Regions from separate parts of the Mus musculus genome. Here region 1 is linked to region 2. The links are chromatin contacts, called in public targeted proximity ligation maps. All regions are on one chromosome and are shown on one strand. The core of a region is the stretch at or near the end of the contact, and the rest is flanking DNA. Distances in the headings are between cores, read along the strand shown. Region 1 holds the start of Ap5b1 (adaptor-related protein complex 5, beta 1 subunit). Region 2 holds the start of Pold4 (polymerase (DNA-directed), delta 4).

What was found.
Region 1: a targeted proximity ligation map of pancreatic cancer cells shows a contact between it and region 2. A contact is called at or near these places in 1 of 39 promoter capture datasets (liver) and 1 of 130 datasets of targeted methods (pancreatic cancer cells).

Annotation. Positions count from the first base shown.
Region 1 is chr19:5,566,364-5,571,673 of GRCm38.p6, forward strand. Ap5b1 (adaptor-related protein complex 5, beta 1 subunit) reads left to right here and starts at 1,661. Exons shown (of 3, transcript NM_001362046.1): 1 at 1,661-1,720; 2 at 2,077-2,244; 3 at 2,341-4,898. The coding sequence starts at 2,095. The coding sequence ends at 4,821.
Region 2 is chr19:4,229,942-4,235,335 of GRCm38.p6, forward strand. Pold4 (polymerase (DNA-directed), delta 4) reads left to right here and starts at 1,952. Exons shown (of 4, transcript NM_027196.4): 1 at 1,952-2,247; 2 at 2,522-2,611; 3 at 2,807-2,918; 4 at 3,273-3,693. The coding sequence starts at 2,151. The coding sequence ends at 3,297. It overlaps Gm45928 (predicted gene, 45928), which reads left to right. Exons shown (of 4, transcript NR_132309.2): 2 at 2,522-2,611; 3 at 2,807-2,918; 4 at 3,273-3,691. All of the region lies in intron 2 of LOC102631992 (a long non-coding RNA gene), which reads right to left.

The DNA.
Region 1 (5,310 bases), core at 411-2,910, 1.3 Mb after region 2:
CTATCACACACAGTTCTGGAAACCACACATGCCACCTCAAAGAACCAAAGCCCAGGGAGGCTGGAGGCTGGCAGAGGCTACAGCATCAGAAGCTTGGGACACAGCCAGAGTTGGACTCCCTGACCCCTGGAAGCCCCTCCCCTCAACTGTAACAGGGTTTAATAATCCTTTCTGGCTACCGAGAGCTGGGACACCAGACCTGCAGTTATCAGCGCCCTCTGGGCCTCAGACAGGGCAACCAGACAGGCTCCTACTCCAACCTGCCTTCCCAGCCCAGGGCTGCTCTCACCCTGGCCTCTTTCATCTTGGGCCTAATTAGCCGGGCGCCCCACCCCAAAGCTTCTTAAACAGGAGTCATCACTCCCAATTTATAGATGGGGAAACTGAGGCACCTAGAGGGAAGTGGTTTAGAGCTGTCGCCTGTGAGTCAGCTGTGGAGCCAGAGCCCAGAAGAGCAGAGACCAGGTCTTCTAGCTCCCCGTGCCTCCCCCAACGCCCCCATGTCTCCATTCTCTCTTCTTCTACCCTTGTTCTGGGGGCCCAGGCAGTCTTCTTTTTAGGACCCTACCTCACCACTCTCATCTGCAGCCAGGTCAGGATAAGGGGCTAGGAAGGAACTTGGGCCACCCAAAGGGACAAAGACAAAGAAATAGCCAGAGGCTAGCAATGGGGGCTCAGGTGTTTCATCTTCAAAGTGGCTAGCAGGAGGCTTTATAGGACGGTGAGTATGAGATTTGGACGACAGAAGGTCTGAGCCCCTGAAACTAGCGGGCCAGTGAGCACCCACAGCCTGGGACTCGCCAACAAGCCCAGATACAGTCCTCTGGACTCTAGTAGGTAGCGTGTGTACTACTTGGCCAGAAGTCTGGCAGCCCGGCCGTTGTCTTCTCAAGCCTTGGTTTCTCGGTTCATATTAGGTGTGTTACGAGCTGAGTGACCCTCCAGGCCCCGCCAACACGCACACCTAGAGTCAGGATCCCGTTGTGTTTCGGCTTCGCTGCGTCTTAAGGTCCCGCCCTGCTCGCTCTACTCTAGCGCGCCCGACCCCTGTAGGCAATCCGTGCGACTTCGGGCAAAGGTCAGCAGCTACCATCCGGCTGCGACCCTGGCCCCGGGTCCTCGCCTCCAAGCAGAGCGAGGTGGTCCCCCCCAGCACCCCCGACGCCAGGTCAGCGTTGAGGACGCCAAGCCAAGCCCTGCGGCGCCGGTTCGACCGGTCCCGCAGTGACCCACGCCTTGCTCTTCCTGCTCTGCCCTGGGACTGCGCCTCGCGCGCCACCCAGCGGCCGCCCGAAGACCCGCATTCAAGCAGCCGGGCCAAGCGCGCAGTCACCGGGCCCGGGCGGGAGGACTGGGGGACGCGCTGGCCGCCTTCCCGATCTGCCCAAGCCGCTGTTCTGCTCCAGGGCCTGGGAACGCAGTTCCATCGGGGAGCGGACCGGGAGCCCGGCCCACCAAACCCCGCCCCTGCCCGTGCCTGCGGCAGTTTCGGGGCAGGGGGCCTGCACGGCGAGACAGTTACTCAGACCTGGCGAAACCGGCGAGTCGGCACCTGCCGGCCTGGCGGGCGTGGCAGGCGGAGGCTCCGTTACGCCCCGCCCCCGGGCTCGCCCCGTCCCGGCCGCCCACGCGCCGAGCGCCGCGCCCCGCCCCGGCCCGCGCCGCCAGCCTGCCAGCCCGGAAGGAGCCGACCGAGCGCCCGCGGCAGCTGACTCAAGCGGTGAGAGAGGCCGACCCGTTACCACGGGCGCCAGGGGCGCGAGCGACGCTGTGGTTTCGATGCCCTTCGTAGGCGGGAGGCTTAATGAGCTCTCCGCACGCACCTTCTGGGCACCCCCACCCCGATCCTGCGGGTCCTATCCTGCAGGGGCCCGGGCTGTTGCTTCCGGCATTATCTCCGAAGCCTCCAGAGTTCATCTCGGGACCTAGGCATTGGGGGGCGGGGAGGGGTCTGCAAGACGGCCCTAGGGTAACAGCAGCCCCTCGGGAAGGTGGAGGACCTGGGCGCCCTCTAGTGGCCGTAAAGGCCTGCGCGTCGTCCTCGCCTCGGTGTCTGATGCTCTCTTCCCTTTACAGAGAAGTGGATGACTGACCATGGGGCCCCTAGGTCGAGAAGCCTGGGCCCAGCGCCTGGGGGCCTTCCGAGCCAGCCCATCCGCCTTTCTGGCAGGTGCCGAAGGTGAGGATTTGGGTCGCGACCTGTTGAGTGACCTAAGGAGTGAAAAGCTAAGCGAGCAGACCAAGGTAGGTCCTGCCCGTGTGCCCTGCCGTGGTCCATATGGTTGCTTCATACTACCGCATGCTGAACTCAACGAGTTCCTCTTAAATCCCCCATCTCAGGTTTCCTTACTGACACTGAGCTTGGAGTACTCTGATAAACTTTGGCCTGATGCACCTGCCGCGGAGGCTGCTGCCACTTCCCTGTTGGACACGCTTGTCCTCCTGCCCACAAGACCTTCAGCTCTCCGGAGGCTCCTGTTGTTGGCAGCCACTACAGCCCTGGTGTCAGGAGATGCTCTCGGACCCACTTCGGGAGCTTCCTGCCGGCTTCTGCCCTTACTTCTTGGCTTAGCTTCAGGCCGAGACTTGGGACGAAGCTTTGGAACCCCTTCAGAACAGCGCCATCTACAGGCCACAGCCTGTGAATGCCTTGGAGAACTTGAGCGCTGTAAGCCTGGGCTGCTGGCCGGCGCCCTGGGGATGCTGCGGAGCCTCCCAGGGCAAACAGGTCCCATCCAGCCTGTCAGCCTGCTTCTGGCCCTTGTTCTACACGACACCTTGGTGGTACAGTCCAGGTCTGGGGCTGGCCTGCAAGGCCTGCTGGTGGCTGAGGACTTCTCCACTGGGAGTTGTCCCTGGGACTGGACCCTGGCTGAGGAATGGGATGCCCATCTTAAGCCCCAGGGGCCCAGCTGGCCCACAGCTGGGGAGGAGGAGCGTGGCTTTCCGGTTCTAGAGCCCAGCCCCGAGGACGCCCGAGAGCTGAAGGCTGCCGTGGCCCAGCTTCTGGACACTTCCTATCTGCTCACTCCTGTGGCTCAGGCTCAACTTCTGTGGCTGTTGGGCTGGGCCCTCCGGGGTCTTCGGGGACAGCCACCAGTGCTTTTCAAGCCACAGCTGGTTCGGCTGCTGGGCACGGCACAGCTGACACTGTTACACTCAGTTCTGTCTCTGAAGGCGGCCTTTGGCGAGGCCCTGTTCACTGCACAGGATGAAGCTCTGCTCCTCCGCAGGCTCACCTTGGGAGCCCAGCACCCAGCTTTACCCTCGCCCACACACCTCTTTTACCTGCATTGCATCCTGAGCTTCCCCGAGAATTGCCCACTAGGTCCAGAGGGGGAAGAGGCTGCCCCGCTGCTGTTGGGGCCCCAGCTGTGCCGGGGCCTCATGCCCAGTCTCCTTCATGACCCAACGGTTCTCCTGGCCCGCCTGCATTTGCTGTGTCTGCTCTGTGCTGACGATGAGGAAGAGGAGAAAGACCAGACTCAGGGCCCACAGTGGTTCCTACAGGAGGTGCTGGCTGGGCTACAGCAAAGGGCAGCCCTGGATGGTGGTCCCCGGGCCTTGGCCACTCTCTGTTTCCAAGCCTCATACCTTGTTACTAACTGCCTGACTAGACACTCCACAGTACAGACATTTTTGATCCGCGGACTGGCCCAACTGTACCGAGCTCGGCCTTCCCTGGCACCCCACTTTGTGGACCTCTTAGATCAGGTAAGCCCTGAGCTGAGAGAGCCCCTCAGGGAGGTGCTGCTCCAAGAGGCGGTGGCCAGGCCAGGCGAGAGCGAAGCCCTTTGCTGGCACCTGCAGATGCTGGCAAAGGTGGCAGAGGGGGCCACTCAGAGTACCACACTCAGCTTTCTACAGGCTGCAGCTGTGCACTGCACCGACTGGGGCCTCCACCAGGCCCTACTGCGGGTGTGCCGTGCTCTGCTGCGGACAGGCGGGGGAGATGGTCTGGCCAACTTGCTGCAGGAACTGGCCAGACAGCTAGAGAATGCTGACGGACGGGACCATGCCCGACTATACTATGTCCTCTTGTCCCATCTGTCAAGTTCCAAGTTGGGGATGGCGCTGGGCCCCTCACTGGCTGCACCTGCACTGGCCTCGTCACTAATGGCGGAGAACCAGGGCTTCTCATCAGCACTGATGGTGCAGGAGACCTCAGCCCCAATTCAGTTGAGTGTGGGGCCTCAGCAGGCCAAAGGCCCGCTCCCGGTGCTGTGTCTGCAGGTGCAGGCACTGGATGCTCCCGTCTACTCGCTGGAGCTGCGCTTCCGTGTGGAAGGACAGCTCTATGAGCCGTTGGAGGCTGTCCACATACCCTGCTTGCGTCCGGGACAACCTGCGCATCCTCTGTACCTGCTTCTGCAGCCCCGATGCCCAGCCCCTGCCCGCCTACACGTCCGGGCCCTTTACAGCACATCCGCTGGCCTCACGTGCCATGCCCGCCTGCCACCCCTGTCTGTGAACTTTGCTGACCTCTTCCTGCCTTTCCCCCGGCTCCCTAAGGGCTCTGAGTTGCGTTTCTTCGATGAGCTCTGGAACTCCTGCCTACCAAAGGGCGTAGAGAGCCGTGTGTGGTGTCCACTTGGGCAGCAGGGCCTGGAGGCCTTGGTGTCCCAGTACCTAGAGCCCTTTGTAGTGCTGGCTCAGCCCCCTACCACCTACCTCATAGCCATCCGCCTGCCTCCTGCCTCCATGCTGCTGCTGCGCCTGGAGAAAGCTCAGGTGGATGGTGTGCCTGTAGCCCTAAGGACTGATGACTGGGCTGTGCTGCCCCTGGTAGGGGACTACCTCCGCGGGCTTGCAGCCCACTGAGTAATGCCAGGTGGGACTGCACTGTGGCTGTGCCTGCTTCTTGTAGCTCCTGCCCCATAAGATCCCATTCACAGACTACTCCTCCTGGCCTGTTTTCTTTTGGAGCAGACTTACTGGGATTGGGTCATAAGCCCCCAGCAAGATCCAGACTAGTCCCAGTACTGCAGCCTTCCATAATTCCTGCTCAGATAGTCTGAAAAATATGTTTCTCATAGGATCTGACCTGGCCCAAGATCACTGCAACTTCTCATGAAGGCTGGAGCTTGAGGTTGGGCCTCAGCTGAACTCAGATCATAAGGTAGCAGCCTGGATAGGGTGACTAGAGAGCCTTTTCTTGGGTAGAGCTGGTTGCACCTAACTGTACAGGGTGTGCCAGTAAGGTTTGGCTCTGAGCAGATGGTGGGCCTGCATGATCTGGTTCAAAACAAACAACAACCCCCAAACTTAGCTTTTAATAGCAGCCCTTAGGAAACCCAATCTATAGCCAGG
Region 2 (5,394 bases), core at 702-3,201:
ACCAGGAATGAGGAGGGGTCTGCCCCACCCAGGCTTCCCTGCTCCCTCAGGGCTTTGTGGACTCAGGAAGTGGGTGCCACATACCTTTGGGAACAGCCCCAGAATATCTGAGGCCTTCTTAGGGAGGAGTGGTGGTCAGTCCCACGGAGCCTAGGAGCTACCCACTATAGAGCCTCACTAGACCTAATGCCTGTGCCTTTCCCTGCCTAGTAGAGAATTCTCCCTGTCCCCCTTCCCAACTCTGTAGGGTCTCTTCTCCCAGATGTCCAGGAGACAGATGGAGGGATCAGACCTGAGCCACCCCAAACAATGGGTCCCAGAAAGGCCTTCCAGGTCTTTGCAGTGTGCCTGCAGCTCCTTCTTCTTCAAGAAGCTAATGGGGGAAGGCTAGCAAGAGGAGGTCCCTGGAGACACAACCTTCTGCCCACCACTGGTGGGTTTCTCTTTGGAGGGGTCCTCTTCTCTGCCTCCACACACACGGGAGGCCAGCCGAGTGCTTCCTAAGCCAGATCACAGAGCTTCCAAAAAGGAGGGCAAAGGCCTCCAACCAGCCATCCTTGCACCCCTGGAAGGAAGAACCGGATGGGCTCTCCAGAGGGTGATTAGTGCTGGGTCAGTCCAAGTGCTGGTTCCCAGACTCCCACGGGCCAGCATTTTCACCCGCTGCCAGGAAGTTGGTGAGGGGGAGGTGGTAGTAGGGGTGAGTCAGTGATGACAGGAGCCCCAAAACAAAGGTCATGGGTAGAGAATTGAGAGACGCTGTTTACAGCAATTACCTCCTGAGGTCTTCTCCCAATGCCTACCATTCTCCTCCAGCTCTAAGGCATTCGTGCTCCTGCTCTCCTGTCCAGGACTAACGACTGTGTATGTCCCTCTCTCTACCGCGCAAGCCTGGGAGCTTCTGCCGCACACGGGAAGCTAGTTAGTTACACAGTAGCTGTTACTAAGAGCACTTCTGCAGCACACGGGAAGCTAGTTAGTTACACAGTAGCTGTTACTAAGAGCACTTCTGCAGCACACGGGAAGCTAGTTAGTTACACAGTAGCTGTTACTAAGAGCACTTCTGCAGCACACGGGAAGCTAGTTAGTTACACAGTAGCTGTTACTAAGAGCACTGATCACAATTTGCCTACACTTCCCACTTGCAAAAAAACTCTTTTGATATCTATTTTGAGTTAGCATGTGGGAGATGCTTAGAACTCGGCACATGGAAAGTCCAATATGAGGGTTGGGTTTATTGAAATTATTTTCTGCTCATGATACACATTCAGAAAAAAACAAAAACAAAAAAACAGAGCAGATCTGTCAGTTAAGAACTGGGGATATGAACCCATGGAGAATGGAGACTATACTTCTGGCGTCCTGCTTGGAATGGAATCTTCCTGACTAGCAAAGTGGACAGAGGCAGGCTGTGGGACTTGACAGCGGCCACAGCAACCGCATGCCTGGGCTGGGTGGACAGTGGCTCTGCCAGCAGACTGTGAGAAAGGAGCCTTCTGAGCTCATGAGTTTCTCCAGCAAGGTCTCCTGGGGCCAGTAAGAGCAGCAGGGAAGGACCTGGACTAGTCCAAACTCTCTTTGGACCTACAGATCTGATCCCACAGCGCTCTAGGGCCAACCGGCAGGAGAAAAAGGTTCTCAGGGGACTTAAAAACTGGCCATGGGGATTAGTGAGGCTGAAAAGAACATTTGCCTAGGAAGGAAAAACGGGAAGTGAGAGGCCGAGGATAACTCTCTATATGTCCCAAGGGACCCAAGTGGACCAATGAGAAACCCGAGGAGGTGGTGAAGTCTGGGGCATCTTGACAGGTTCTTGGTTCCGCCTAACCCCTCCTCACTCGAAACGCAGCAGCAGCTACCCCGCCCCCCGTCTTCTGCCGATTGCCATTGGCTAGAATTAAGGTCCCGCCCCGCAAAGGCCGTTTGCCATTTGCTTAGGTCTCTGATGTTTGCGTGCTTGTGGGGGCGGAAGACAGGCGTCATTCCCTGGAACCTAGGGACTTCCTCTCTCTGCTTGTCTGGGTCAACTTGTCTGTCCATTGCTGGCCCATCTCTCTCTGGCCCCCTCTCTCACTCTCAGCAGCTGTCTCTCACAGGCCCGCTGCCCTGCCTTTTCTTTGCCTCCTGCTCCGCCTGCCTGGGTGGCCGCCATGGGTCGGAAGCGGTTCATCACTGACTCCTATCCTGTTGTGAAGAAGAGGGAGGGGCCCCCTGGGCACAGCAAGGGAGAGCTGGCACCCGAGCTAGGTCTCTAAAATGTGGGGGTGGCAGGAAGAGTGGACATGAAGTGACCAGAAAGGACTCTGTGTGTGTGTGTGTGTGTGTGTGTGTGTGTGTGTGTGTGTGTGTGTGTTGGCTAAAAAGGGAAGCTAGCATGTCTCGCACTTCCGATGAGCTGTCTGTCTGCTGGATGGCAAAGGCAAATGGGTGGGGAGATTGCCAGGATATAGAGTCACAGCTCTAAGTCCAGGGTAGGGCAAAGGCCTGGATGTGCCTGAGGAGCCACCACATGTTATTGCAGGGGAAGACACCCAGTCCCTCAGCCAGGAGGAAACAGAGCTGGAGCTGCTGAGGCAGTTTGACCTGGCCTGGCAGTATGGGCCTTGTACAGGTGAGCACCCCATTTCCAGTCCCTCCCATCAGGCACATCTCTGAATCAGTTCTGTTATCAATGTGTCTCAAAAGTAATCCTGCCTAGCTCTTGGACACTGTCTCCTGAAACTGACTATGGAGGCTCAAGAAACTGCCGTCCATGTCCACTATCCTGGATTCTCCTGCCTATCCTGTCTTCTTTTCCTGATGGCAGGTATCACAAGGCTGCAGCGCTGGAGTCGGGCAGAGCAGATGGGCTTGAAGCCCCCCCTAGAGGTGTACCAAGTGTTGAAGGCACACCCTGAAGACCCTCACTTCCAATGCAGGTCAGGATAGGCTGGGACAGCTTTCAGGGGAACCAGGGACTTCTCCAGGAGCTGCCACCCTCTTGGTCTACGTAGGGGCTACCTTGACTTGGAGAAGTGGGAACAGACTTAGACGGTCCTTCCTGTCAAGCAAGAAGAGTCTGGCTCGAGATAGATCTCGATAATGATCCTTACCTCTATGAGCTGATGGTGGGGGACGGGTATATCTAGGGCCCATGGAGCTATCCATGAGTCCTGAGGTGTTCACCAGAGCCACAGGATTGTAGGCAGTAAGTAAGTAAGAACTAGAGACAGTCCATCAAGGAACAGAACTGATGTGGCTATGACTTCCTTCTCCCACCCTGTCTTCCACAGCCTGTGGCATCTCTACCCACTCTGAGGTACCCCCACGTTGTCCTTCTCTGGGCACCTCCTAGCCACCAAGAACTTCAGGACAGACATCATGGCCTGCTCTGCTCATTCCAACCTTGGAGAAACAGCAGGCTGACTGTGGAGGTCTTCCTGGTTCAGCTTCTTCTCCATCTAAACAGCAGGCTGCTGAAGCTCCTGGGACCTGTGAAGCTGAGCACCTCCACGCCCTAATCATGACCACCAGATGCCCACCCGCCACACCCCTGACCTACGGTGTGGCAAATCCAGCACAGGCTGGCATAAACCAGATGTCGGCAGATAACCTAAAGGGCCCACCTTGGGCATCTAGCTGAGGGCACAGATGAGTGAGTTATTGGATCAAGGAGCTCACTAATGCTTACAATAAAGTACATTAAGCCTGAGATTCTGACCTTACATCTCTTAATATGCTCTAATCTAGCCGGCAGTTCCCAAACTGTAAGTGGGCTGGAGAGCCAGCTACAGGCTTTTTTTTTTTTTTTTTTTTTTTTTTTTTCTTTACTTAGGCTGGCTACAAACTCAGAAATTTGCCTGCCTCTGCTTCCTGAATGCTGAGATTAAAGGGTCCCAATATGGGGCGGGGGACAGTGCTGTGACTGGGATGTAAAGTGATTAATTAATTAACTAATTAATTAATGGGGAAAAGGTTTCACTATGTAGTTCTGTTTGTCCTAGAACTCATTATATAGACCAGGCTGGCTTCTAACTCACAGAAATCTACTTGCCTCTGTCTCCCAAGTGCTGGGGTTAAAGGCTTGTGTTTCTATACCACAAGGCTTCCATATCTATTTTTCTAAGGCAGTCTTTTCAAAAGCTGAGTGGCCTCTGGTATTCCCTGGTAGAAACTCACTCTAAGTTTCCTTCCCTGACCAGCCAGCAGAAAATCTGCCTAATATGCCCAACTTATGAACAGCTACTAAGTTCCTGCTACTATAGATCCCATGGGGTGTCAATATCACTGAAAATATAGGCAAAACAATCATGGAAACTAGTTATGTCATGTGGTGGTCAGCATTAAGTAAAATTAGGGTGAGAGGCTTTTAGGGGGTTAGAAAATGTCAACAAGATATTTTGTAGAGTAGGATAGGAAAGGCTCCATCGTTTTAAAAGCCTTTGAAAAGAGAGACACAAAGAAGGAAGGCAGAGAGGGCTCACACCTGAGTAAGTGTTACAGACAGAAAGAATGACAAGAAAGGCTCAATGGCAGGAACATTTTCAGACTGTTCACACAAGCATGTGAAGGTCGGAACTCAGGAGACAAGGAGACAAGAAGACAGAAGGGAATGAGGCCAAACAGGCAGCAGGCCAGTCCCATTGGGCATTGTAGACCATGATAAGAAATCTGGATTTTACAGTGAGTGAAAAGAGATATGGATGGCTTTAAGGAATGACAACATTGAACTTATGTTTTGAAAATACAAGTGCAGCTGTGGGTGGAAAGTCTATGGAGTTGGGAAAGCAGACAGGTGGTGAAACGGCTCTGCTCAGCAAGGCTAACAAAACCTGTCGGAGAACAGGTGACAGGGATGTGGTTCGAAGCAGGGAGGGGAAATGGAGCTGCTGAGAAGTAGCCAGATTTTATTTTGAGGAGACAACTGACTGGGATTTAAGAGGTAGGAGCCAAGGATAACTCCAAAGATTTGGGCTTGAGTGACCGGAAGATCAGATATCCCATAGTAGTAGAAAAAGGAGGAGGGAGGAGGAGGAAGAGGAAGGAGGAGGGAGGAGGAGGAGGAGTGGGAAGAGGAAAGTAGGAAGGGAACAAAGAGCTTTGGATGTTTTGGCTTTTGGGGAGGGGCTGTGGGTGGAACCTGAGGTCTTGCCTATAACAGGCAAGTGCTCCATTACTGAGCTACACCCCCAGTCAATATGTTACATTTGAAGTGCTTGCAATGTATCCCAGTAAAGATGGGATGTAGGCAGAAGATACAGTAAATCTGGAATTCCGGAGAGGTCTAGATTTGAGATATAACTTTGGGGAAATTTCAAATGGCATTTAAGGTCAGCAAGAATGAGCTGGCACATGGGTGCTTGATCTCCTGTAATCCCAACACTCTGGAACCGGATTCAGGACTAAAGTTTTAAA